7 separate regions of the Mus musculus genome follow, and regions 2, 3, 4, 5, 6 and 7 are each linked to region 1. Evidence: chromatin contacts called from public HiChIP or PLAC-seq and promoter capture Hi-C data. All regions are on one chromosome and are shown on one strand. Each heading gives the region's core, a stretch centred on a gene start, on an enhancer-like site or on the middle of the called end of the contact. The rest is flanking DNA. Distances are from core to core; before and after follow the strand shown. Region 1 holds the start of Ensa (endosulfine alpha). Region 2 holds the start of Otud7b (OTU domain containing 7B). Region 3 holds the start of Vps45 (vacuolar protein sorting 45). Region 4 holds the start of Bnipl (BCL2/adenovirus E1B 19kD interacting protein like). Region 5 holds the start of Mindy1 (MINDY lysine 48 deubiquitinase 1). Region 6 has its middle 22 kb from the start of Anp32e. Region 7 holds the start of Anp32e (acidic (leucine-rich) nuclear phosphoprotein 32 family, member E).

Evidence for each region. Promoter capture Hi-C pulls out the DNA fragments that hold promoters and counts their contacts. HiChIP or PLAC-seq counts read pairs in DNA pulled down with a chosen protein or histone mark.
Region 2: a contact with region 1 is called in a promoter capture Hi-C map of pre-B cells, with 4 times the contacts expected there. The contact joins the promoter of Otud7b here to the promoter of Ensa in region 1. A contact is called at or near these places in 2 of 39 promoter capture datasets (cranial neural crest and pre-B cells).
Region 3: a promoter capture Hi-C map of liver shows a contact between it and region 1, with 2.9 times the contacts expected there. The contact joins the promoter of Vps45 here to the promoter of Ensa in region 1. A contact is called at or near these places in 6 of 39 promoter capture datasets (cranial neural crest, hippocampal neurons, liver and 2 more) and 1 of 484 Hi-C or Micro-C datasets (embryonic stem cells).
Region 4: a contact with region 1 is called in a promoter capture Hi-C map of the C10 cell line. The contact joins the promoter of Bnipl here to the promoter of Ensa in region 1. A contact is called at or near these places in 2 of 39 promoter capture datasets (the C10 cell line and liver).
Region 5: a contact with region 1 is called in a promoter capture Hi-C map of erythroid cells, with 2.2 times the contacts expected there. The contact joins the promoter of Mindy1 here to the promoter of Ensa in region 1. A contact is called at or near these places in 3 of 39 promoter capture datasets (erythroid cells, hippocampal neurons and macrophages), 2 of 484 Hi-C or Micro-C datasets (both in embryonic stem cells), 2 of 115 datasets of contacts at active chromatin or transcription factors (fetal liver and pancreatic cancer cells) and 1 of 9 other capture datasets (liver).
Region 6: an H3K27ac HiChIP or PLAC-seq map of embryonic stem cells shows a contact between it and region 1, with 4 times the contacts expected there. The contact joins the enhancer-like site here to the promoter of Ensa in region 1. A contact is called at or near these places in 2 of 39 promoter capture datasets (cranial neural crest and pre-B cells), 2 of 115 datasets of contacts at active chromatin or transcription factors (embryonic stem cells and extraembryonic endoderm stem cells) and 1 of 9 other capture datasets (adipose tissue).
Region 7: a contact with region 1 is called in a promoter capture Hi-C map of erythroid cells, with 15 times the contacts expected there. The contact joins the promoter of Anp32e here to the promoter of Ensa in region 1. A contact is called at or near these places in 5 of 39 promoter capture datasets (the 3T3-L1 cell line, cranial neural crest, erythroid cells and 1 more) and 1 of 9 other capture datasets (liver).

The regions. Positions count from the first base shown.
Region 1 is chr3:95,623,164-95,626,969 of GRCm38.p6, forward strand. Ensa (endosulfine alpha) reads left to right here and starts at 1,817. Exons shown (of 4, transcript NM_019561.2): 1 at 1,817-2,013; 2 at 3,586-3,711. The coding sequence starts at 1,957.
Region 2 is chr3:96,102,615-96,106,420 of GRCm38.p6, forward strand. It overlaps Otud7b (OTU domain containing 7B), which reads left to right and starts at 1,913. Exons shown (of 12, transcript NM_001025614.1): 1 at 1,913-2,205. It overlaps Gm30044 (a long non-coding RNA gene), which reads right to left and starts at 1,742. Exons shown (of 2, transcript XR_375856.2): 1 at 1,574-1,742.
Region 3 is chr3:96,056,747-96,060,552 of GRCm38.p6, forward strand. Vps45 (vacuolar protein sorting 45) reads right to left here and starts at 1,709. Exons shown (of 15, transcript NM_013841.3): 1 at 936-1,709; 2 at 234-368. The coding sequence starts at 1,028.
Region 4 is chr3:95,249,130-95,252,935 of GRCm38.p6, forward strand. It overlaps Bnipl (BCL2/adenovirus E1B 19kD interacting protein like), which reads right to left and starts at 2,064. Exons shown (of 10, transcript NM_134253.2): 1 at 1,836-2,064; 2 at 1,038-1,133; 3 at 677-741. The coding sequence starts at 1,879.
Region 5 is chr3:95,281,130-95,284,935 of GRCm38.p6, forward strand. Mindy1 (MINDY lysine 48 deubiquitinase 1) reads left to right here and starts at 1,806. Exons shown (of 10, transcript NM_199475.1): 1 at 1,806-2,496. Prune1 (prune exopolyphosphatase) reads right to left here and starts at 947. Exons shown (of 8, transcript NM_173347.2): 1 at 456-947. The coding sequence starts at 494.
Region 6 is chr3:95,949,163-95,952,968 of GRCm38.p6, forward strand. No RefSeq gene overlaps it. Among named protein-coding and RNA genes, the nearest start is that of Anp32e, 22 kb to the left of the region's middle. Within about 2 kb of position 2,144, at least 443 of the 459 cell types and tissues checked have an H3K27ac peak or open chromatin away from gene starts, as enhancers often do. A contact at or near this core is called in adipose tissue, embryonic stem cells, extraembryonic endoderm stem cells and 1 more, where this site is marked.
Region 7 is chr3:95,927,383-95,931,188 of GRCm38.p6, forward strand. Anp32e (acidic (leucine-rich) nuclear phosphoprotein 32 family, member E) reads left to right here and starts at 1,875. Exons shown (of 7, transcript NM_023210.4): 1 at 1,875-2,268. The coding sequence starts at 2,215. Gm46815 (a long non-coding RNA gene) reads right to left here and starts at 1,643. Exons shown (of 3, transcript XR_001783926.1): 1 at 1,358-1,643.

The DNA of each region.
Region 1 (3,806 bases), core at 567-3,066:
TAGATGCTCAAGAACTACTCTATTTCTTTGGTTGCCTTTCGTTTTTGAGACAGGGTTGCACTGTGTAGTCTTGGTTTGCTTCACACTCGAGATACTGTTTCAGCGTCCTTTGTGGGAGTATTATAGACAGGAACCATCACACAGGTTAAGAACTATTATTGAACTATGGCTTTGTTTACATTAGCTGGTATTTAATATGTGTTAAATGTTTACCATGTGCCTAGAACTACCATCTTAAACTCAAGAAATTATGTCTCCACAGAGTGACCCTTAACTGTTAGCATCCTGTCTAAGCTCCACCCCACAGTTACCTGGCAACAGCCAGGAAGGCCTGACCCACTATAAAAGGTGCTGTTTGCCCCTCTAGGTCTCTTGCCCTCTTGGTCTCTTGCTCTTCCCTCTGTCTCCTTGTCCTTCCCCATTCCTTTCCCCCCTTTCCCACGTGCTCACGGCTGCCTCTACTTTTATAATTCTCTACTCTCTCTGCCTTTCTCTACCTCTACTACCCTCTCTCTTGACTCCCCTCCCCATGCCCTGAATATACTCTATTCTATAGTCCTGTGGCTGGTCCCTCAGGGGGCAGGGATGCCTTAGCATGGGCCTGCTGAGGTACCCCCTTCTCCCATACCTCACTGTTGGTATTCTGTCTGGACTCCACCCCCCACAGTTACCTAGCAACAGCCTGGTAGGCCTGGCCCACTATAAAAGGGGCTGCTTGCCCCCTCCTCTCTCTCTTACTTTTGCCTCTTACCCTTTAGTTCCCCCTCTTCCCCCTCTCTCCCCATTCCCTTCTCCTTTCTCTCCATGTGGCCATGGGCTACTTTCTCCCTCTCTCTGCCTTTCTCTGCCTCTACTACCTTCTCTCTCTCTCTCTCTCTCTCTCTCTCTCTCTCTCTCTCTCTCTCTCTGGTTTGTTTGTTTGTTTGTTTGTTTGTTTGTTTTCGAGACAGGGTTTCTCTGTATAACCCTGGCTGTCCTGGAACTCACTCTGTAGACCAGGCTGGCCTCGAACTCAGAAATCCGCCTGCCTCTGCCTCCTGGGTGCTGGGATTCCACCATGCCCGGTTCACTACTACCCTCTCTCTTAACTCCCCTCCCTATACCCTGAATAAACTCTATTCTATACTATACCGTCATGTGGCTGGTCCCTCAGGGGGCAGGGATGCCTTGGCATGGGCCTGAGGCACCCCCTTACCCCATACCTCACCACACCCCCATAGAACATAACCTTATACTTCTCTATATTTCTATAATCACAACACTCACCACAACTCCATAGAACATATCTCCCTTTATGTTTTTATAAATACATCATTAACAGTTATAATTGCCTACATAAGGACTAAAGTGTGAATGAAAACCTTACAAGAAAACTCAAGTCTCCTACAAGCTAGCACTGAGTCCTGGAAAACTGCTGAATATCAGTTTGTCTTCCAATTTTAATTTTTGGTCGTGGGTAACTTGTTCTAACACCGCTCAAGGCTTGAGCCTTTGCACCAGAGAATAAAGGATTTCTATGTTAACCCGGCTCGGATGCAACATTCAGCGACTTGCCCAGGATCTGGCTAATAAACTGAACACAGCTTCAGCCCACCCAAGAAGCAAAAATACCAAAGCTTGCTGTCCTGCCCCTAAGGTCCATGCAGGCTTTTAATTGGTTCTGTGGCTCACTCTCTTTCCCGGTTGGTGTTCTAGCTTGCCTGTCGCTCTAAAGAATCCGCCCACCTCCGGCCAACGCTTATTGGTGTGTCGTTACATCATTGCCCCGTCAAGCCCACTCTCATTGGCTCTCATAGGAGGGGGCGGTCTCAACGTCACGGGCTTGAGCCGCCATTTTGACTGAGCAACCATAGTGACAGGAGCCGGAGCAGCAGCTCAGGTTGTCCCCGTTTCCCCTCCCCCTTCCCTTTTCCGGCTGACTTCCCGGGCCCTGCATTACACAGTCCCGGTTCTGCCATGTCCCAGAAACAAGAAGAAGAAAACCCTGCGGAGGAGACCGGCGAGGAGAAGCAGGTGAGGAGAAGGGGGGACCGGGGGTGGCCGCGCGGGCGGAATACGCCCCCGCTGCCGCTGATTGGCCGCCTCTGCCTCAGGCTGTACAGGGGTTGGCCACTACTAATGTCGCGCAGGCTGCATTTCGGCGCGGCCTAGTGCCCTGATGTCGATTAGTCAAGCCGATTGTCAATCTGTGGGCTCCCCTTTCTTATTGGCCAGTAGGCCTCTATTCAGTTCATGGAAGCCGTTCTATAATTGGGCGAGCTCTGGCGTGGGCGGGTGTTTGGAAAGATGAGGCGAATGAAAGGGGGCTGGATGGTGGTCCAGAGCTGTAAATGAGATGTTTGATTAGTAAAGATAAATACCAGACTGGAGCTCATCCTTCATCCACAGCAAGATAGAGGTCAAAGTGAAGACATTTAAAATGAACCAGCATTGGGGGAGGGGAAAAGAGTAATTATTACCATGGGGTAAGTTCAGGTGGCAACTTCCTTAGACCTGTTTGGTAGGGATGGTTTGTTGTTCACCGTCAGTGACTTATAGATCCGCTCGAATTTCTCCGCAGTGGGATGTGGTCCACCCACCATCGCATTATGAAAACACTAGTGCCAAACCCCTTCTTCGACACCATATTTGAGTTACTTAACACTGAGCTCAGGGACTCATTAAATACACTTAGTGTTATCTCTGACCCTGTTTGTCAAGTGAAAATACACTAGCCAGGAGATGGTGGCGCACGCCTTTAATCCCAGCACTTGGAAGGCAGAGGCAGGCAGATCTCTTGAGTTCTGAGTTCAAGACCAACCTAATATACACCAAGAACCCCTCTCTCAGAAAATATAAAAATAAAAACAACAAGAAAAACTAATGGCATGTTGATTTCTGTTTTCAAGTATATTACTCTGGTAAATATCTTTAGAATAAGCCACATGCCTAGCGTCCTCCACAGTGAGACCATATTGCTTCTTAGAGTGTGAATGAGGAGGGAGCCTCTCAGCAGACAAAAGCTCCCCTGACCTGTAGGACAGCCAGGAACTCTAGTAGTTCCTTTTTTATCTTTCCTGAGTGAGCTCTGGCTTGCTCTATGGTTCAAGTATCATGTTGAGATACTACCTTTAACCTAGTGTTCACAGGTCACGGGTGATTCCTTGAGTGTAATATAAGAACTAACTTGTTTTTCTTTGCTTGATACAGTTATCTTGAGCTTAGGCATTTGAACAAAGGTCTAGCTTTTAAGAGTAGAGGAGCAGGAAAGATTGGTTAGGAACACTCATTGCAGAGCACCTGGGTTTAGTTCCCAGCCCATGGTAGCTCACAACCATGTACAGTTCAGTCTAGGAAACCGGGCCCAGACTGAACTCAGGGCACTGGGCATCCATGTGGTACACAGCCATAGCCATACGAGTCTGCAGAATACATGCACATAAAATAAATAAATCCTTAAATAATACACACACTCAACAGAACAGAGTGTAGATAGCATAATTACAAACAGGTAGACCTCTAAGAAAATTTGATAATACAAAGGTTATCAGATATTAGAAGTCATTGTTTTTCAGCCATTAATTTCACTTGGCGTGTTTTCTTCAGGATACACAGGAGAAAGAAGGGATTCTCCCTGAGAAAGCTGAGGAGGCAAAGCTAAAGGCCAAATATCCAAGCCTAGGACAAAAGCCTGGAGGCTCCGACTTCCTCATGAAGAGACTCCAGAAAGGGGTATGGGACACCCTTATACTGTGGCACCTTGGATGAAGTCCGTAGACATTCTACTGCATGTTTTTCTGTAGCTTTGGTTATTTAGCAGTAGTAAA
Region 2 (3,806 bases), core at 663-3,162, 480 kb after region 1:
ATGGGAAGGGAGTCACTTAATGGATTAGGGACTGGCTGAGCTGGGACCAGAACCCAGGTGGCCTGGCTTCCAGCCCAGCTGACCACACTGCTACCCACACAGACAGAGCTGGCCAAGACAAGTAGCCCATTGAGCAATTACACAAACAACAATGCCTGATGGATGGTCGGAGTAAGAAACAGGCACAGAGCAATGGCAACCCCATCACTTCCTGATCCCTAAATTTCCAGGCAGGCCTACAATGTGCGATCGCTTAAATGGCTTTGACCAGCAACTTGGCTCAACTTTTTAATCTGGACCACTTTTTGTGGTCATTGCCACAAAACAAAAACAAAAACAAAAACAAAAACAAAAACAAAACAACAACAACAACAAAACCAACCCCTCTGCCTTGTACTTAAGGTGGAGAGAGCCTTTGAGCTCCATACCTGGTCCTAAGGAGTGTGTGAAAGTGTGTTAAACATAGTTAATCGATGAGTGTGAAAGCAGCTCTCAGTTTTGCAGAGTTCTGCCTTCCCACATCAGACTTAGCCAGCAGGGGCTAGTATGATCTACGGAATTCAGTGAGACCAAATCCTACCCTCTTCTCAAATTTGTCACAAAATAGTAGTTGCAATCGGTACTCCCTGGATCTTCTAAGCTCTGGCTTGCTAAGTTGCATTGTAAGTTGTGGTATCTTCCAAAGGCACCAGCTACTTTGCTTGGCTGAGACATGTATACGTGGCCTTAGGTTCAGCCCTAAACTTTCAACTCTAAACTTAAGGGTATTTTTCCAGTGGGTTTCCTGTTTCAGGTGTCAGTTCCTAGTCTGGATAATTCTGTGCTCTATCCTTCCCCATTAGAAACCAAAATTCTCAGCGAATACTGAGGAAAATGAAGAGCCAACTGCATTATGCTTTTACATAAACCCAGTGAACATAATTTTGATAATAAACACTGCCTTGAATGTGTGGATTCTAGAGATCTGAGTTAAATTTTAGGATTCATTTGGTTAGAGTATAGCATAAGCTGGGCCCATTTTTGTGTTTTCAATAAAGTAGTTCTTCTGGAAGCAGTCCATATTCCTTTACAAACATGAAAGGCTGAGATGGCTTGTTTGTGTGCTCCTAGGCACAGCTCATTGTAACCTCCGTGACATATATGTTTGTTTTGCTTTATATAAAATATTTCAGTGAATTCTATTAATACTAAATTGTTAGATTGCTGATGCTTGGGATTTATGTCTTGTTGCGTTTTCTATTTCCAGTCTTCCAGAATACAGTGCTTTTACAACAGTAGGGCTTCAATAAGTAAAGGCATTGAGTTATGCTGTAATGTTGTAAAAACACATTGACAATGTGTTTTTACAACATTAACTAAAAAACTGACTGTGGCAGGGATGTTACTAAGGGAGTATTGTTATGCAAGTGAATATAGCAAAGGGTACGTTCACGTCAAGAGTGAAGGAACAAGGGGAATGCATAGCTGGGTGGGGCTGGTTTGTAAGAAGCGATGTTCAATTCAGTCTGGTTGGTCCAGGATTGCGTGGAGTAACTAGAATTTCAACCTTCTCAAGTATTTTTATCCTTCTCACCTTTCGAAAGCTACTCCGCCAGTCTCCATTTCTTCCCTTAGGGCTGGCGCCAACTGATGCGACCCCAAAGTCTTAACAGTCCATGCCGAGCTCCCAGCTCCCGCTCAAAAGTGCCTCCGCCCGGGGGCTCGGGGACGCGAGCCAAAAACGCGCGGGGTCACGCGCCGGGCAAGCGCCAAACCGGCCACAGCCCCAAAGCGGTCCCGAGGGCGGGGCTGCTGCGGGGAGGGGCGGGGCGGGACGGGGCGGGGCCGGCCGCGCCGGGCGGGAGGAGGCCCGGGGGCGGCTAGGGTGTCACCGCCAACCCGCTCCGGCCGGAAACGGGCGCTTGTTTCCGGCCGGACGGCCGAAAGCCACCGATCCTGAACCAGCCGCTGGAGTCGGAGTGGCGACCCGGTGTGGAGGAGCCGGCGGAAAGCCATTGGGAAGAGGCCAGCTCCGGTCAGTCCCGGCTTGGCTCCAGCTCTATCTCCTGTGGAGAGCAACAGCCGCGGTCGCAGTGTCCGCCTCCGCCTCCATCGTCGTCGGGGGAGGGGCCGCTTGGACCCCGGGGTCACTGCCGAGGAATGAGGCGAGGCGGCCGGGCCCCGCGCTCCGCCCCGGCCTAGAGCCTTGCCCCGAGAGTCGCGAGGGTAACGGAGACCCCAGCCCTGACACCCTCCCCATCTCCTCCCCGCTCCTCCCGCCTCTCCAGCGCCCCAACTCTGCGTCGTCGAGCTCCACTGCTCACTCTCTCTGACGAGACTTCACCTGAAGCCATCTCCCCCTGAGCACCCGCTCTCTGCTTGGTCCCCACCTTCCTCCTTCACGCCAATCTTTCACCTGCGTCCTGCGCTCTCAGCCCTGGCCGGCGGTTCCTGTCCCTTCCCCAGCTGTGCTGGGCAGTTTGGATAGTCCCCTCTTGTCAGCTAGACTTTGGGAGACGGATGGCGGAGTTTTAGGGTGGTCTAGATGCAGCCCCCCCCCCCCAAGTAGGATAAAGTTCTTTTAAAGTCACTATAAAAGTAAAAAAGAAAAGCCAAGTTTGTTCTTAACGATAGCCAAACTGAGGTGCGTCCAGTAATGGAGGAAGGGGGGTAGGGAGGGAGGAGAGAGAGAGGGAGAGGGGAGAGAGGAGAGAGGAGAGAGAGACTGTGGTGAGTGTAGGTGTAGAAATTCTAGGGCAGGCTTATGGACTTCAGAAAAAAAAAGTTTCTGTGCGCTGATGGAAACTTTAGAAGCTGATGATGAGTAAGCTGGGGGCTGTGTGATCGCACTCTTCTCATAATTACTAGGTTAACGGTGTGGCTCCTGTTGAGATGGAATGGGATTTGTTTACTGGGCCGGCGTATTTTTAGCCTGTCGGCTCACAAGGACCAGCCCTCAGAGTCTGTCTCTCTTCTCTGGTGATAGAGTGTCAGTCTAACATAGGTGTCTTTTCTGGGCACAAGACACATGTAAAAATGGGGAAGTTGAGAGAAGCGAACTGGTGAGATTTGATCTAAGAGGTTATTCCCCCTCCCCCAAATTTTTTTTTCCCCTTAGGGAATTTTCATGACTGCAAAGCCAATCGCTAACCCGCTTTGACTTTGGCTTTCTTTATCTTTTTGTGAATACTACATAGGGTGTTTTATTTAGAAGCTGGTAATTTGTGGGTCTTTGGCTTTTCCTACAATATACTTAGGTCTTTTAGGATGCTGGATCCCTTTGTGTCTCAAAACCTGTCAGGTGGATAAGAAAAATAAGGAGAAGTGGTGGTAAGAAGACTCCAAAGGAGTAGCTAATTTCTATTTTTTATTTTTTTCTATGTTGCATATCTAAAAAGACATTTAGGAAATGTGTTTCTTAGTCAATGAGATTCTGTTCCTGAGGGATGGAGAAGTCTGCCAGGGAGAATCAGACTTGTAGTTAAATGTTGGCAGTATATAACTTACATAGGAACACATTCTAGGTAAACAATGAGGAATTAATTATGTTCTTTACCCTCATTGTTTTTCAAGCAGGTCTTTTAAGTTTACTAACCTGCTGTGCTAGTCTATTGATATTTTGAAGGTTAAAGAGAATGTAAAATAAAAGAAATTGCTGTTCCTCCTGTACAGCACTGAATGCAGTCTGTTCTGACTTTACGTGAACTGGCATCTTTCGAGCACCTTTGTAATCCAGGCTGGTTTCTGTGTACTTAGAGATTGCACATGAACACAAATATTAGCTCATGCTAGGCATAATTGAGAAGGTAAATATGCTGAAGACACAT
Region 3 (3,806 bases), core at 459-2,958, 430 kb after region 1:
AGTTAGTGGCTTTGGGAATAGCTATTATTCTAAAAGATCTCTAGAAGGAAAACCTGGCTGTGAGGGGGTGAACTGAGGCATGGAAAGGAGAGAAGAAAGGTCACAACTCTGACAAAACAGGATAATTATGATGCCACAAATGATGGTAACACAAATTTATTTTGCCTTCTTAACGCTTTCGGATCAGTACTCTGCATTTGCCCACAGAGACGGCAGCTCAGTGTGTGTAGTACCTTTGTGGGTCGAAGGAAACAAATTGCTTTTAGGTGTTTCATGATCTCTCGATTTTGAGAATCAATTCGTTCGAAGAGGTATACTTCCTTCTGAAGAATCTCTGACTGTGTGTAGACCATACTCACTATACCAGTCTGTAAAGCAAAAGAACGAACTAAGATTATACTAGTCCGGACTAGTAAAAACATGCATCAATAGTTAAGCCTTTTGCCACTAATATTTGAGTAGGTAATTTAAATTCTAATATACAGAATAATATTTACCTAATATCCAAAACAGGCTGTAATGTGTTAGAATGAAAACCTACCACTCTCTCTGAACATGAACAACTCAGAAACTTCTAAAGAGGATCTTCACCATTCCTTTACAATTCCTTTTTTAAAGTTGTGGTCAACAAATAGCCTGTTATTTCAGCTGAACCCCAACAATTTACTTTTAAAAACAACGTTGAGTAAAGTCTTCCCTGTGTCGCCAGTAACAATTTCTTTGCAGACACTCTTTCAGGTGTAAGAAGTCTCTTGGCACCAGTTAGAGCTGGTTAGACTGCACACCCACTGGGAAAGCATTCTACAACTTTCCCAGTGCCAGACAGACTTGATCATCGTCATCAGTGAAATGCTAAGTTCTACAGCGGAACGGGGCCAGCAATTCTAAAGGAAGGGAGAGCTTCCTTTATAAATACTGAGCAAAAGCAAACTCACCGTTTCTTTATCCATGAGAAGTACCTTCATGCCCGGCCCGCTGTCCTCTATCATTTTGGAAATATACTGCTTCACAGCAAAGACCACATTCATGGTGGCGAATTGACAGGTGCCCCACAGCCCTTCCCACCCACTTTCCTGGCTGAATTAACCTCAGGCCTGTTGGGTCTCAGCTGCTTCCGGTCGCCAAAGCCTCGGCTTCCGGGAGTCCGGGTAGCTCCGATACTGGGAATTGTAGTTCCTCCGTGGAGTCCGGGACTCAGACTCAGCAGCTAAGCGACGGTGCCATTCCCGACGCTTCTCGGTAGGGAGTGGAAGGCAGCCTGTTTCCCCGAACCCGCGCTGTGCTGGCTTCTGGTCCTGAGTAGGGAAGCGCTTGGCGCACCGCGGGATACAGCTCTCTCGGACACTGTTTGCTGAGCATCTTTTCTGAAGCCCTCGCACGTCATCGTAGCACTGGGCAGGCTGGGGCAGCGGGGTCCCAGGTCTGTACTGCATAGCAAGTTCTCTGATAGCCCAGGCTAGGTTACAGAGGCAGCCCCGGTTTTCTAAAGTATCCAAACAAAGTAGCATCAAGAGACGGCATTTTGTATTTGGTAGGTCATAGAATGAGACTCAACTGGGTTTCCTAAAGAGAGAAGGGGAGCTGAAATTCATCACGTTTGTTGAATGAAGAAACAATGGGAACGCTATTTAGAGATGTTGTAGACCTTAGAGACCCCAGGAAGGCGCGGAGCTTCCACCCGCCCCCTACTCAGGACCGCTGGGACTGCGAGCTCGCGGCGCCCAAAGTACTGAATTTGGTTGGCTTTCAGGGACGCCGGGTTTCCAGGGCCCCTGCAATGGGCGGGGACAGTTAATTCATTGGGGCCGGAACAAAACCAACTTGAGAATTTAAAGGTAAACACATTTTTAATCTAAGAAGCAAGAACAATTAGCAATCAACTGGATCTTAAAGCTTCAGTTTCCAAAAAATTCAACAGATGACACACTATTATCACACTTCGGATCAAGGTGTTTTGTTCCTCACCTTCTTACAATAGAGAACTGTACAACCAGGAAGACAAATAACTGCAACAAATCATTGGCTATTAGTGCTTCAAATATTTACACCAAAATAATGACGTGTGTGAGATGTGAAACTGCAAAGGATCACCAGAGGTGAGAAGGAGATTTTAAGAGAGGGAGACCCGGATAGACATAGTATTGGAATACAAGGGAATGAATACAAGGAGCACAAAACAGACAGACTATTTAGTAGAGGAAGGGGACCAGGGAGCTTTAGGAACCGCGGGGTTAGGGGTAGAGGGGCTGGAGGCAGGAAAAAAAGGAAACACATTAGAATGAGATATTATTGTCATGTGTATAAATGCCATTATGAGACTCATTGAGAATGCTAATTTAAAAAATTAATTTAAAATCAACACAGCACCACTAAATACTAGTTTTTTCAACATACTGTAAGAAATATGCGGTTAAATAGAATAGAAGAACTTAATCGGGTTATGCAAATTATGCGAAGTTTCCAAATCCCTTGAGGAAGACTAGAAGTCACTTGAAATACAGGTATTTGTCACTTCTAAAATTGTGAAAATGTGTTCTTTTCAGTTTTCCAGTCAATAAATAAACCAGTAAATAAAACTTCCCATTGGGCACAGTACAGGTTTTGAGACTTTCTTTCTTCTTCCTTTTTGTTTGAATAAGGCTTTGCAATGTAACACGGGCTGACTTTGAACGCGTGACCCCTCAGTGTCTGCAGTGCTGGAGTTACTGGTGTGCATATGTTTTGACAGAAGCCTTAAAGCTTTATATTAAACGAGTCAGTGGGATATTAACTACACACAAATGAGATCTAATGTTATATACAATCCTGTTTTATCAGCAAAAAAGTTCATATATTATAGAAAACTGACTCATCAAAGAAAATAAAATTTACCCACAAATCTAGCAAGTTACTGGTATCTGAAAAATCACCATCACCCATGTTGCTTGGATTCTATTTCCTTACCTGGACTGTAATATAGTATGTCATATTTTTTCAACTTTCTGTATCTTAAAAAGAACAAGCCAGCAGTGGTGTCACACACCTTTAATCCCAGCACTCAGGAGGCAGAGACAGGCAGATCTCTGAGTTTGAGGCCAGCGGGGTCTACAGAGTGAGTTCCAGGACAGCAAGGGCTCTGTTACAGAGAGAAACCCTGTCTCAAAAAATAAAACAAACTGAACAAGAGACGAGGAGTAGAACAATGATTGTCCTTGAAATGGTGCCTTGTCAGATTACAATTGTAAGAAATGAGTGGAGAGAGTCCTTTTAGTTATTTGTATTCAGACAGATATGACTTTTTGAAAAAGAAAATACCTACTTTGACAAGCTTAAAATGTCTGACAATACCAAGTGTTGGAGACAGTGTGAGACAAGAATTCACAGGTTACCAACGCAAGAATCAAAGAGCCTTTTTTTTTAATAGAAATGTGGAATTATCTTTAAAAGCTAGTGAAACATAAAACCCTTATGCTTGTGGGTTCAAATTTCCTGCCCCTTGGTATTCTTGTACAGTAGAGCATCATTCCCACACTTTTAACCCAGAAGTGGCCATGCAGGGCCACTGGGCCCCCATTGCCTCTGAGCTGCTTCAGTTGTCAGCTTTCCCAGTGTCCCCTGTGTGTGGCCATGAGAGAAATTTCATGCTCTAAAAAACTCTCACATGTTTATGAAGCATGCACACAGATGCTCTAACAGAGTCACTGAGAGTCGTAAGATAAAGTTGTAAACAATCTGAGTGTCCATCACTCAAAGAATGAATACATAATATCTACAATAAGTAATAACTTTGAAATTAACTACTGTATTTGGTGTGGGATGAGTTAGAA
Region 4 (3,806 bases), core at 814-3,313, 370 kb before region 1:
CCTGCTTGTTTTTGTGTGTATGGGTATTTCTTATACGTCTGCATGTCTGTGTACCACACATTGCGCTCTTAGAGCCTAGAAGGGGGTGTCAGATCCCCTGGGACTGGAGTTAAGTTTGGTTGTAAGCCACCATGTGAGTTCTGGGACTCAAACCAAGGTCCTCTGTAAGAACGGCCAATACTTCTCAACTGCTAAGCCATCTCTCCAGTCCTGATAAATGCAAGTTTGAGGTCAACTCAGGCTACACGAGTTCGAGACCAGCCTGGGCTAGAAAGTTGAGTCAGTCTCAAAGAAACCCAATTATACCACAGTGGCTCTCACCTGTAATCCCAGCACCCAGGAGGCAGAGGAGGAGATCTCTGTGGATTCAAAGTCAGCCTAGTCTACAAATGAGTTCCAGGCCAGCCAGGGCTACACAGAAAAACACTGTTTCAAACAAATAAACAAACCAACCAACGAATAAATGAACAAAACCCACCGAGCACCAACAATAAAAAAATTAAAATTTAAAGGCGATAATAGCTGTGCATTTTGAGAAAGGGATGTAACCTAGGGTAAGTGGAAAGGGAGAAAGTTGGGTACAAAGAGACAGAATACACAGCGACACCCTCGCCTTAACAACAGTGCCAGAAGTCAACTCAAACCCCAGGTCTAGTTTCCACCTTCCTTTCCCTACCTGCCTGTGAGCCTCTCTGAGGGTCTTCAGGGTCTCCAGGTGAGCCAGGTTCCTCAGGAAGCAATCTAGAGGGGAGGGAATGAACAGGGCTTTAAACACAGACCCCAGCCAGCTGCCTTGTCATCCTTCCCTCTCCACCATGCTTCTTTCTTTTCTTGCCCTAATTTCCCATAAATTTGTTTGGTTTTAGGTCTGTGGGTGCATTTTGTCTACATGTTGATCTGTGCACCACACATGTGCCTGGTGCTCTTGGAGCTCAGAAGAAGGTGTCAGATCCCCTGGGACTGGAGCAAAGGATGACAGAGAGGCACCACGTGGTCTCCGAGACTCAAACCTGGGGGCGAGCAGCTCTCAGCCTCACCTAGGAAACTCTTCATCTTGCCACTCCTCTCTTAGCTCCAGCTCTCCAAGTTTCATGGTTGCTCCTGGTTCTGAGGCTCCTGCCTTCTCCTTAGCCCTGAGAGTCAGTGGCCCAGAAGAAAAGACCATGAATCAACCTAGACAGTATCCTAAGGGAGCCAGACATCAGGTGGAAGCCACTGGTGTGAAGAACATGGCAAGGAGGCCCCGTCTATGTGTACAGGCGTTTTCCCTTCCCACTTGACAGAGCAGCTCATCTGCTGCTCAGCTTAGCAGAGGGGATGGCCTAGCAAGCTAATCCACTTGATGGTAGTGGCTTCACCTACAGTGTAGGAGTGAAAGGCGTCCCATATCCCGACTGGCTGGAACCCAGACAGACCTGCCCAGTTAACCCTGGGAAAAGCAGTAGCAGATGGCACCTCGTCAGCCCAGCCTTTCCCCTGCTGTGCTTGGAAACTATGGGACAGGTACAAGGATGGAGGGAAAAAAGGAGATACTCACTGGGAAGCAGAACCAGGGTGTACATTTGGTTCTGGGCCAGGTTTCCTAATGGCTATTGTAGAGGATGGGAGTTATAGGAGAGAGGGGGAGGGGGAGGGAGAATGGATCTATTACACATAAGATAGAAACTTTTCTTTAAACTGTGGAGTTGGTTCCATACTGTATTCGTTTCCTGTCCCAAAACCACTCGGTCCCTTCTCTGCTAACTTCTCCCCATGTTCTTCTTTGAGGAAGCCAGGAAGGCCTGGCTGGCAGGGAACGCCCTCTCTGGCTCCAGTCAGGCCAAGGTCTCACTTACCCTCCTTCTAACGTCTCTCTTCCTGTTTCTTGCCTGGTCCCCATCTTCCCAGGTCGTCCTGTGTCCTGTGGGACTTGAGGAGGATAGGAGGCTGTGGCCCCAGCCCCCAAACTCTTTACTTTCCTGTGTCAGCTGCTGCTTTTGCTCTAAGGAGGCAGGAGGTGTGGAAGGGAGGTAACCTCATCTTCAAACAGGTTTTGCCACCTCCCCTCCCAAGGAGCAGGTTTGCCCCAAAGCCCAGCCTCTTGTGTGGGGGCGGGCTTTCAGGTGAAGAGTGAGTGAGAGCTCTGGTCTCCATTCCAGATTCTTTATAACCTGGGAGCCCTTTGTTTTGCCCGCTAAGGAGTGAGGGGAGGTGTGTGTGTGTGTGTGTGTGTGTGTATGTGTGCATTCCTGTAGAAGCCTGAAGCTGGCATTGGATATCTTCCTCCATCTGCTGAGGCAGGGTCTCTCAATTGAACCCAGAGCTCACTGATTCTACTAGCTTTAGCTCCCCAGACTAATTCTAGGGATTCCCCTGACCAGAGAGTGCTGGGCTTGCCCAGCCTTTGTGTGTCCTGGAAATTCAAAGTTGGGTCCTCTTGTTTGGATGAGTGTCTTATGCACCTAGCCAGCTCCTCAACCTTCTATTTTTCTAAGTGCCTTAAGCTTTAGAACAGTCTGATGTGGAATGGATGGTCACATGACCTTTCTGCCTCAGGTCCTACAGGGAGCTAGGTTTTACTTATTTTTAGACTACTATTTATTGTGTGTGTATGAGTACGTATGTGCACCCACGCATGTGCAAGGACGTCAGGGAGGGTGTTCTTCCCTCTATCACTTTGCTGGATCCTGGATCTTGCACTGCTTAGACTGGAAGCCCACCAGCCATCTTCCTGTCAGCTCTGCTTGGAGGCGGAGTATAGGCTTCTGTAAAGTGGCATCCTGTTACACGAGTGCTGGGATCTGAACTCGTTTTCAAGACTGAGGAGAACACAGTTTTAGCTGCTGACCCACCACCTCTCTAGAACTTGGAGCTTAAAACAATTAAAAAAAAATTTAATGTGCATAGGTGTATTGCCTACATATCTGTCTGTGCACCAGGTGTGTGACTGGTGCCCTTGGAGGATAGAAAGTTTCAGATTTCCTGGGCTGGAGTTACTAGGAGCTGTGAGCCCTGTGGGTGTTGGGAAATAACAGTGGGACCTCTGGAAGAGCAGCCAGTGCTCTTAACCACTGAGCCATCTCCCCAGCTCTTAACATTTTTATAAATTATGTTTTATTTTTGAGTGTGTGGGTATGTGGCACCTTGTGAGAATTGGTACTGTCCTTTTACCATGTAGGTGCAAAGAATCAACTTCAGATGGTCATCTTAGCCCTGCCTGCCTCTGCCCATACTATCTCATGGACCTAGCTCCTACCTTTTAAAAGTAGGTCCTGGTGAGGGCCTGTAATCTCAGCTTCTCAGGAGGCTGAGGTAGGAATGCAAGTTCAAAGCCAGCCTGGGCAACTTAGTGAGACCCTGTCTTTAAATAGAAAGTTAAATATATCTGGGGGTGCTGGGCATGGTGGCGCACGCCTTTAATCCCAGCACTTGGGAAGCAGAGGCAGGTGGATTTCTGAATTTGAGGCCAGCCTGGTCTACAGAGTGAGTTCTAGGACAACCAGGGCTATACAGAGAAATGCTGTCTCAAAAAAAACAAAACAAAACAAAACAAACAAACAAACAAAAAAAAAACCCAAACAAAAAACAGCTGGAGGTCGGGGGTGGGTCAATGCCTTTAATCCCAGCACTCAGAAGGCAGAGGCAGGTAGATCTCTGAGTTCAAGGTCAGCCTGGTCTATACATCAAGTTCCAGGACAGCCAGGACTATGCAGAAAAACTGTGTCTCAAAATAAAGTAAAAAATGTGCTAGAGATGAAAAACACTCAGTGGTAGAACACCATGTACAAGGCCCTGGGTACCATCCCCAGAACCACACACACACACAG
Region 5 (3,806 bases), core at 556-3,055, 340 kb before region 1:
TTCTGTATATTTGGCATAAAAACAAAGATTTAAAGTAAAACACCACGACCGCCTCTACCTAGGAGGGAAAAAAAAAAAAGGCAAACCGCCATTCAGAGGCAATAAAGCGGTGCACCCAGTGCCCTCCACTCCCAGAGGTTCACCTGGACCCAGTGGGCTGAAGCCCGCTTGCGGGAGGGAAACTGAGAGGGGCGGGGAGAAGGGAGAGACACACCTCGCCGGGCGAGGCTGGCGGCCGCCGCACAGGTTCTGCCGAAGGACCCGACTCAAGCAAACCAAGAGACTCCTTTCTCCGGGCTCTCCCGCCTATGGCCGAAGGGCTTGGTCCTCTAGCTCCCCCGCGTCCATCTCTGTGATCCCTCCACACCGACCGTCCGGGCTCCCCAGATCCCACACCTTCGTCCTTCCCAGACCCCACGCTGCATTCCTTTCGGTCACGGACTGGGACCCGTTACCTGCAAAGCGGCTCGACAGTCCTGCAGGTAGTCCTCCATGGTAAAGCCCGAGGTGTGCCGTTGCCCCTCAGCCAGGAGAGGTAACCCGGCAGAATGTACCCCGCCCTAGACCTAGGGTCTAGAGCCGAGAGTCAGGGGGCGGGACTCGAACCCGCCACTAAAGGGTTCGGCCTCCGAACCCCAGGAGGAAGTGCGTAATCCGGCACTCCGGGAGTCCGGCGTTGCCCCGCCCCCCAGCGGCAGAGGCTGGGTTCTGAGCCCAAAGACTCATGGGACGTCAAGGAGGAGTATGGTATATCGCGGTGCCTCCTGGGAAATGTAGTCCAGCAGCTCGTGTTTGTCCTCAAGTGAGCAGTTTTCGGAGGGCTATGACATGCAAATTGTGTATGTGTCACAATAACTCGCCTTTATGGCATCTGAACTTGCAGATAGGACTAAGTATAGTACCTTTCCATATATTACACCGAAAATCTGTTCGAGATTGATGTAAATTAATCTCTCAATTTTTTTTAAAATACAAATTCTTTCTATCTAGCCCAACCTGTCTGGAATTTGTAATCTTTCTCCTCAGTTTCCTGAATACTGGATTCACAGGCCTGGTTTGGTTAGGACTTTAAATTACAACATTGCTGTACATATTATTTATTAAAATAGCTTCCCTGGTTAGGTGTTTTTTCTTTCTTTTTTTTAAATTCTCCCCTTTACCAAACTGACAAATCGTGATCAATGTGTTTGTTCACGATAGGAAAACATTACCATAATGTTTGACTTGTTTTCTTAAAACCTACTGTCGTGCCAACTCTTCCTCCTTCTTCATAGCCTTTCTTCTACAGCCTGAGCAAATACTCCTCATTCATGGGCTGTTGCAACCGTGACTTTGCTTCCTGGGTCTCTGTTGCAACAGTTCTCTCGGCTTTCCGAGTTGCTTGAAGCCTTATCCTTTGGCCGTCACATCAATAGAGTTTAGAGGAGCCTTCAGAACCTAAGGCTGGGTTCCAACATCCCTTAACTGCCACTTGCGTGTCCCAGGGCAGACTACTTGGGGGGAAAATGTCCCTTCATCATAACATGTTCCCTCATTTTTTAATCTATCCCCAGATCGTCCTGCTTCTCGGGGAGGTGAGAAGAGGCAGAAGAGCGTCTTCCTCGCCCCCGACCAGGTACACAGCTGAACCAGTTTCATTCCTAGCCTTTCAAAAAAAGCATACGGGGAAGAAGGGAAGCCTTGGGAAAGAGCTCAGGGGCTCCAGAAAACCAGGAGTGGGAATTTTCTTTCTTATTGAACGAGTACATATGCAAACACAACGCCCTTCCGCCCTGCTTTCTTGGCTCCAGAGCAGAGGGCTGCGGCGGGCATCCAGGGAGGTCTAATCAACAGCCGCTGTCCCGCCCTGCTCCTCCGGGCTCTGCCAGGCCGCTTGCTTTTCCCGGTTCTCACCAGAGAGGCACACGCGCTCCGTCCCTTCCAGCGGCAGGCGGAGGGAAGAGAAAGGGTCTGTTGTTTTTCTCTCTTCCTTTCTGCGGCTCACCGGGCTGCTGACCGGCTCAGACAGCCCTGATGGAAATCCTCGGTAGCTGAGCAGGCCCCTCCTCCTCCTCCTCCTCTAGGGACCGCGTCCTTGGCTAATTTGTCTTTGTCCGGACAGGGGGAAAAGAGGGACAGAGAGAAGAAAAAGAAAAACCACAAACTTCCTTTGAAAGCCAGTTTGTAGGCACGGCCTGGAGCGCACGCCGGAGGCTCGGTGACTCGGGAATCCTGAAGACTCTGGGAAGCCAGGCGGGACCGCCTGCGCTGTGCCTTGCTTGTCCTCGGCCCCGACCCTGCTCCAGCGTCCCCCGTATTGGGCGTGTGTCCGGAAGTGGCAGCGACCCAGGCTGGACGCCGCGAGAGTAAACCCGTGTCAAGCCGTGTAAGCTCTGGGGCTGACAGCTGGGAGGCGGCTGGCGCAGTCGGCGCCCCTCAACGATGTCCCCACCTCCCGCGTAGAACCGCCAGAGTTGAGTCCTCTCCCAGTGCCGGAACCTCATCTACCTCTTTGAGGTAAAAACTTTTGTTTTCAAACTATCTTCACCTCGTCTCGCAGCTCTCCCTACCCTCTCTGGGCGAAGTTGACACCTGATGTCCCATCTGTGGTCTCTTAAGTCTGGGTCGCTTACAGGATCCCAGGCACCCGGAGCAGTAAGAGATGGAGCAGTAAAAGAGATGCGGTCTTCAATTTCCCCCTTATAAACCCAAACCCTCTCTCTCCCTCTCCTAGAGAGCCAGAATTACAGGGCTTGCTGTATTCTAGAGGAATCTCAAAGCATGTTGGCATGAAGAATTGCATTTGGTTGGAAAGATTGGGTAATACCAGTTAAAGACGTAGGGAGAAGAGTCCTGAGGGTGGGTGAAGTCTTTAAGGATATACCTATTTCATATGCTTTTCCCACTCTGTGAATAGTATCTGCTGCTGACTAGGAAAGGACCAGAGATTTGACTCCCTGTGGGTCACCATAGGTAATTCCAGGAAGAGGAGGTGTAGATTTGGACTGAGGAAAGAAGAGGAGGGACAGGGCCATAACCCCTGTTTGTTTGGGTCCCCCTCCCCTCATGCTTTCCTCTGGCCTTGCAGGGTGCAGCCCTGTTGCTCTTCCTGCCCTGACACTGGAGCTGTCCTCATTCACTGAGCCCCCACTCCCTCCCATGGTTCTTGTAGCTCCTCTCTTTGGTCGACTAGCTTTCCCAACCCCCACTTAATTATTGATCATTTCTAGCCTTGGGCAGAAAATGAGCTGTGCTTGTCTTTAGGCTTTTTAATATTTCCCAGACATGGCCTCTGTTTCAAGGTTGACTCTAAGTGCCATGGGAGGGAAAGAGATGTGGAGAAAGAGGGGTGGAAGGCCTCCAGGTAATCTTTGCTACTCTAAGTCTAAATTAACAAAATATGAATTACCTGAAGCTAGCAGAAGTTATATTTGAATCAGGAGAATGATCAATTTACTGTATTTATGTTATTTCAGGAACTTTGATGTTTCTCTGTAGCCCAGGCCGACCTCGAGGTTCTCCGGCCTCAAGGCCCCCTGAGTAATGGGGATGGGAAGGCCTGGAACACCACACCCAGCTGACGCTCCTCAAGGCCTTTTCATAGTCTCCAAGCCTTGAAGGTTTACAAGAAGAAAGCAGGCAACCAGATACGCCTGTCTCTGCCCACAAGGGCTGGCATTAAAGATGTGTGCCGCCATGCCCAGTGATCCCAGTTTAAAAGAAAAAGACAAGATTCCGATTGATGCACTATCTCCTGGCTTTCTCTCTGTTCCGGGGCTGGAGATCAAACCCAGGACCTTGCGTGTGTTAAGCACATGCCCTTCTGC
Region 6 (3,806 bases), core at 894-3,393, 330 kb after region 1:
CATCATTTGGATGCCTCCTTAGAGAAATGTGCATCCACCATTAAATACATAGACTGTAAGAGGGCCATAATCTCAACCCTACGCACTGCCTATGACTGACTTCCTGGGCAGGGTCACTCCACAGGGCGGAGTGGGTTCTCCACCCAGAGAAAAGAGCATACAATCTTTGATAGCGACATATGATCGGTGTTGGCTTTTACAAACTTCACACTAGAGAACATGAAATCGAGGTTTTGTTTTGTTTTAAGCAAAAACAACCCTCAATGTTAATAAGGTTGGGATTTTATATTAGGGCACACGCTTAGCTACTTTTGGAAGCACCACGCCCATGCAGAGAGCTGTCAGGATTATTAGAATGAATAAAGACCTGTAAATGAAACTGCTTTAAAAGTTTTTTTTTGGGGGGGGGCGTGGTGGCACACCCCTTTAATCCCAGCACTGGGGAGGCAGAGGCAGGCAGATTTCTGAGTCCGAGGCCAGCCTGGTCTACAAAGTGAGTTCCAGGACAGCCAGGGCTACACAGAGAAGCCCTGTCTTGAAAAAACAAAACAAAACAAAACAAAAAACAACAACAACAACAAACGTTTTGTGAGGTAGGATCTTAGTCTAGCCTAGGCTAACCTCAAACAGTTTTGCTTTACCAGAGTGCTGGTATTACATGGCCGAGGAGCCAATGGACACCGTCCCACCTGCGGGCAAGCCACTATCCCACCAACCCCCCCCCCCCTTTTCTGAGAATATTGAGTTAAATCCATCTTTGCAGCTCTGAGAATTATTTGTAGATTAGATTATTTTTCTGGATAAGATTAACAATGAGAATTTTAAAAAATTCGAATTCCAAGTGATTTTACAGATTTTTTATTAGATATTTTCTTTATATACATTTCAAATGCTATCCCGAAAGTTCCCTATACCCTCACCCCGCCCTGCTTCCCTACCCACCCACTTCCAATTCTTGGCCCTGACATTCCCCTGTACTGGGGCATATAAAGTTTGCAATACCAAGGGGCCTCTCTTCCCAGTGTTGGCCGACTAAGCCATCTTCTGCTACATATGCAGCTAGAGACACGAGCTCTGGGGATACTGGTTAGTTCATATTGTTGTTCCACCTATTGTTGCAGACCCCTTCAGCTCCTTGGGTGCTTTCTCTAGCTTCTCTATTGGGGGCACTCACTGATAAGTGGATATTAGCCCAGAAACATAGGACACCCAAGATACAATTTGCAAAACACAAGAAAATCAAGAAGAGGGAAGACCAATGGGTGGATACTTCACTCTTCCTTAGAGTAGGGAACAAAATACCCATGAAAGGAGTTACAGAGACAAAGTTTGGAGCTAAGATGAAAGGATGGACTATCCAGAGACTACCCCACCAGGGGATCCATCCCATAATCAGCCACCAAACCCAGGCACTATTGCATATGCCAGCAAGATTTTGCTGAAGGGACCCTGGTATAGCTGTATGAGGCTATGCCAGTGCCTGGCAAATACAGAAGTGGATGTTCACAGTCATCTATAAGATTTTACAGATTTTATTTTGTAATAAAGCTGTATATATCGGAATATGGGGTTCCCGGGCTGCAGTTCGCAGGAGGTGCTGCGCTAGACGCCAACTTTTAAGGAGACTCTTCTAAGGTCGCGTTTCCCACCGCGATCCCCGGGTCGAGCCAGCGTGCTGCCACGTATCGGGTCTTGATAGGCTTGAACAGGTCATGCCATTTATCTAAATGCTTTTGGAAGTCAGTCCTCTGCCGCAGTCCCTGGGCATATCCCGAGCTTCCAATCTTTATTTTCCGTTTTCTAATTGCTGCTACTACAGCAGAGCGCCCTGCTGGGGTCCGCCAAGAACAGGACTTAGGACAGAACTGCAAATCGAGCACTCGTTCCGGAGCTAGCGAAGGCGGATGTGACGTCAGATCGACTACGTCGGATGCACCTGCCAGGCCTGGGCTCCTGGGAGTGAGACACGGTTGCCCCAGGGGCTAAGGGACAGACTCGACCTGACCGAATCCCATCACAAGGACGCCTTTCTAAACTCCACTGGGCCGCAGCTCTGGTCACGAGGCTCGGCCTCACTCCACCACCCCCCCAACCCCCGCCCCATCCCTTGTCAGAGCTCCCGTGCATGCGCAGTCGCGCCGGAAGCACGGCTCTGGAGTTTCCGCATCACGGACCTCAGGGATCCTCTACGCTGTTCATTGTCCTTCGGGTCTCGCAACGTTTGCCTAATGATTCCCAATTTCAGTGTTGCATCATTCTAAAGCCTGATGTTGAAGACTATCGCCCAACCCTGGTTAGCCAGTAATCGGAAACAGCAACGTTATGTGTCTTCTAAAGAAATGAGGGCTAGTTTTGTTTTGTTGTTTTTGGTTTTTTTTCGAGACAGGGTTTCTCTGTGTAGCCCTGGCTGTCCTGAAACTCACTCTGTAGACCAGGCTGGCCTCGAACTCAGAAATCCGCCTGCCTCTGCCTCCCAAGTGCTAGGATTAAAGGCGTGCGCCACCACTGCCCGGTGAGGGCTAGTTTTTTTGTTTGTTTGTTTGTTTTAATTTAGATTTTATGTGTATGAATGTCTTGTGTGTGTGTGTGTGTGTGTGTGTATCACTCGTGTGCCTGGTGCCCTCGGAGGTATCAGATGCTTGGGAGCCTCTGGGGATTGGTCCTCTGTAAGAGCAGCCAGTGCTGGAACTCACGCTGTAGACCAGGCTAGCCTCGAACTCAGAAATCCGCCTGCCTCTGCCTCCTGAGTGCTGGGATTAAAGGCGTGCGCCACCACTGTCCAGCTTGTTTGTACACATTTTTCACTGACCTTGTCCTCAGGAGCTAACCCTCCTATCTATCCATCCCCTTTCCCTACTCCTGGAACTGCTGCTAATTGATAAAACTTAAAACTACATCAGTCAAGTTGAGCAGGTGCTGGGAGAAAGCACTGAAGAAAACCGACTCCGAGACTACACATAAAACAGGAAGACAGCAGGGCTTGGTGGCGCACGCCTTTAATCCCAGCACTTGGGAGGCAGAGGTAGGCGATTTTCTGAGTTCGAGGCCAGCCTGGTCTACAAAGTAAGTTCCAGGACAGAGAAATCCTGCTTCGAAAAAACAAACAAACAAAAAACACGAAGGCTCTTTCTTTACCGAACGAGTGATTCCAACAGAGAGACTTTGTAAAGGTCCATTACAGAGAGAGTTAGGACTTATTTTTCCGTCTTTTAGTCAATCACAGCTGAAGGTAGTTTGTCAAAAGTATCAAAGTAAAATCATCCTTAAATCCTTTTTATTAGAACCAACGAACCACTTTAGAATGTTTGCATCAGTTTGTTTTGTACAGTAGAAGTTTCTTTGGAGGTCTGAGAAACATGGAAAAGGTCTTGGACTGCAGGCCATCCTAGGCCACATAGCCAGTCCTATCCTCAAACAGACAAGGATGGAGCAGAGTGTAGCACAAAGCTAGTGGTTTGGTCCCTGCTATTTGAAGAAGGAGAGGTGGTAAAACACTTGGATTTTTGCCCACTTTGTGACATTGTATCTCTGTATCCTTGGCTGTTCTGGAATTCAATCTGTAGACCAGGCTGGCCTGGAACTGGGATAGCCACTTGCCTCCCCAGGTGCTGAGATAAAGGTGTGCACCATTGCTGCAAGTTTTTAAATGTCTCTTTTCTATTGACTAACACCTCACTATTGGTGGATAAAGGAGATGATCTGTGGTGCCTGCCAGTTTACAGGGGGAGAATGGGCCGTCACCGGTACCCAGTCACTTCCTCCAAACTACATACGTATATGGTCTGTTCCTATAGCTTATTTCTGTA
Region 7 (3,806 bases), core at 625-3,124, 300 kb after region 1:
GTCTCAAATTACCCAACCACTTCAAACAAAACAAAACAAAACAAACAAGCCCCAAAACCAAACTCGGTGGTAGTGGTGTATCCCTTCCCTCCTTTTAATATTATTTTGAGTGTTTTCTGCGCATGTGTGGCTGTGGCCCACATGCATGCTTCGTCCTGGAGGTTCGGAGATGCTGAACCCCCTGGAACTGAAGTTAAGGATGGTTGTGAAGCACCGCTGGCGTCTTCTGAATGAACAAGTACGCGCAGCATAACTCAACCACTATACCACCTCTCTAGCCCTGTGGCACAAGCCTTTGATCTCAGCACTCAGGAGGCAAAGGGATCTGAGTTCGAGGCCAGCCTGGTCTACAGACTGAGTTCTAGGACAGCCAGGGCTACATGAAGATACCCTGTTTTGTACTTTTCATCTCCCACCAAAAAAAAGATAAAAATAATATTTTGAAGGGAGAAAGGATTTGTTTTAGTTCACAGATCTTGGTATAGTTTATCACAGAAGGAATTGCAACACATGGCAACTAAGAAGCAGAGAAAAAGGAATCTAAAAGAAATAATTACATAGTTTCTGTTGTTATTGTTATTTTGTGACAGAGGCTGGCCTTGGATTTACTTAGTAGATGACTGTGGATCTGCCCCTCTCTCCCTTCTGAGGGCTATGATTAAAGGAATGTTGGATCTTTCAGGAACATTAAACAGAAAAAAAAAGTTTTGGTTTTGTTTTTAATTTACTTATTTTGTTTTTGCATATCCGTGTGTTTTGCCTGCACGTACGCACACACAATGCATCTGTGCCTGTGGCCTGTGGAGTCCGGAGGATGCCTCTGAATTTCCTGGCATTGTAGTTATGGGTGATTATGAGCCACTATATGGGTGCTAGAAATCGAACCAGGGTGGAACCTCTGCTAGAGGTCATTGCCTCTCCATCCCCTCACACTTAAAAGAACATTTTAAGTAGATTCCTGTAGGAAAGGAGAGGCCTTGCTGGACAGTTTCTGATAATTGTGTTTCTTTAGGCCTGTGTTATTTTTCCTCTAAGGTGTCAATTTTGTTTGTTTGTTTTTCTGTCTTTTGGAAACAGTCTCTCCCCACCCCACCCCCCTTTCTGTGTAATCCTGGAACTCGCTCTGTAGACCAGGTTGGCCTCGAATTCAGAGATCTGCCTGACTCTGCCTTCCAGTGCTGGGATTAAAGGCGTGTGCCACCGCGGCTGGCTCTAATATTCCAACTTTTTAGCAGTGACAAATGACCTCAGTATCAACTCCTCCTGGACAGTTTTATTTAAAGGCTTCTGACTCAACGTGCTAAACTCAACTCTGCTTTCAGAGCCGTTCCCCCCTTTATGTTGGAAGTTAAAATACCTTCTTTATCACGCTCTGGTTCTACAAGCAGTTCGGGACGGGGAGGTGTCACCAACACGCTGTTCGCGCTCGCGCCCCTGCTTACACTTTAGCCGCAGAGCAGAAGGCTTGTGCTTTAAGACCACCGAAAGCTCTGGGTGCAGTGTGTTGCATGACCCACTTACAACTTGGGGATGCCAACGACGCCTTTTCCCTTCCTTTTAACCCTGAAGCCAGAAAAACCCCAAACAAACAAAAACAAACCCAACAGACACCCAAACCGTCCTACTACCAAGGGGAAAGCGCGCCAATCACACAAAGAAAAGGAGGGGGGCGACTGGGATTCAAAATCATTTCTCCGGGACGTACATCCTCCCGAACCTATCGGAATTAACTGCGCGCCTAGTCAGAGCCAATAGACACTGAGTTTCTGGTCCAGGTCCCCCCTAAAGACAAATGGACAACCCTCTAGCCCAATGGAGTCGTGTGACGCTAAGGACTCGACCAATCCCGTTGGGAGGTGGGTGGAGTGTAGGCTAGGGGGGGTTGGCGGTGCCGTGTCATGGAGGCTCAGTCTCGCAGCAGCCATTGAAGGGGAAGGAACTGCGGGCGCGCGCGTGTCTCTCTCCCTCACTCTCTCTGTGTGAAAGTGTGTGCGTGCCCGAGTGTGCGCGCGCGGGTGTGTGGACTCGGAGGTGGGGGCAGCCGAGTTAGTCCCAAGTCGTCGGACTCCATTTGCTATTCTTTTCTTTCTCTCCCACACCCGTGTGGTAGTGGGCGTTCGTCTTTGCGTCTCTTTTCATTCATCTCCAGACCTTTAGAGGTTTTTTTAGGGTTGGGGATAGTGGGGAGGGCAGGCGAGGGGAAAGGAGGAGGACATGGAGATGAAGAAGAAGATTAACATGGAGTTGAAGAACAGAGCCCCGGAGGAGGTGAGATGACTCAGCCCCCATAGTCCCCTCCCGCCCTGGATCGTGAGGGGTGGGCTTCGGGGGTCCGGGTGGGTGCGCAGGGCGGGCTGGGAAGCGCGCCCCCACTTGGGGTGGAGGCGGGGTGTTTATTTTAAGTTTTAAATCACCAGGCTCTTGTGCTTAAAATGGCGAAGGGCTTAAGTTTCTAGGGGCATTTTCGTGAGCGCGCGGGGGCTCAGCCCCATGGCGTCCTCGCAGACTGGTGGCCCGGCATCGCGGGCGCGGGCGGCGTGGGCGCGACCCCCGGGTCCTCGCCACCTGCGAAGTTGGTGTAACTTTCCCGCGGCGCCGCCACTCGGCCGGCCGCGGCCCCGGGTGTGGGACTCGCGCCGATCTGTGCCCCACGCTCCCTCCGACCGTGCCCGCTCGCGGGCAGCACGCGCCGCGGCCGGGGCCGCAGCGGAATCCCGGGACCCGACGGCGCGGGCCGCGATCCGCGTGGCGCGCGGACTTTTACGCAAGCTGGAGGCTTGTGCGAGCCTCGCTGCGCTCAGTGCGGTCGTAGGGAAGAGTCCCGAGTCTTGAAGGGGGCCCGGGAGGCGTCGCCCCGACTCCCCGCCGTCGGATTCCCTAGCGGTTTACGCCAGGTCCGCGGGTCTGGAGATTGGCCGCGGCGGGCGGGGACCAGGCTCGCTGATTCGCGGCCGCGGCGTGAAATCGAGGGACAAGGGGTCCGCGCCGCCGTGGTCCCTTGACGCCCGCTCAAAGGCGGGCATCTGCCGGGCCTCCACAGTTATCATGCAGAGCCAACGGTCCCTGAGCCCTGCTGATTTTCGTGGTTCCTTTGCGGGTTTTGGTGACTGGAGGCGAGAGAGAGGTGGTGGAAACATTGTTGCTGTGAGGGTTATCTCTGGGAGCAATGGAAGTTTTCTAGAGCTTCTTAGAAGATTCTAGAAAAACTCAAAAGTTGAAAGCTGTCAGCAGGACGTGGTGAGTGATATCTGTAATTCTGTATATCTGTAAATCTGTACTTCTCATATCAAGAAATTCCCAGCCCTTGGGAGGGAGGCCGAGGTAGGACGCTGGTTGCAAGTGGGACTCTGTCAAACAAGGCAAAGCAAATCAAAACAAGCAGTTTCTCAGAAGTCTTGTGGAGCAAAAATGGGTCGTCCCCTCCGCCCCATCCTTTCACCTTCAATTTGGAGGATTGCTTGACATGCCTTTTTGCAGTCTCTTTCCTTTGGTGTGGTGTGGTAACAGTTAAGTTTATATAGATAGTTTATAAGGCACTCCCATTTATTTACTTTCTCCTTGGGAAAATGTAAGCTGGGTTGTATTGTTCTAGAATCCAAATTAGCAAATAGGAGTAAAGTTGAAGAGCTGGGATTCTGACACTAGGTCTACAAAACTCTTGCTGAGCTCTAAGAAGTCTCTGGTTAAGACCAGAATCCAAAGGCTTAAGAATTGCTTGGCGTGGTAGGCATTTAATTCAAGGCAGAGGCAGGCAGATCTTTTTGAGTTTGAGGCCAGTTTTGAGTTTGACTACAGCTGTCTCAAAA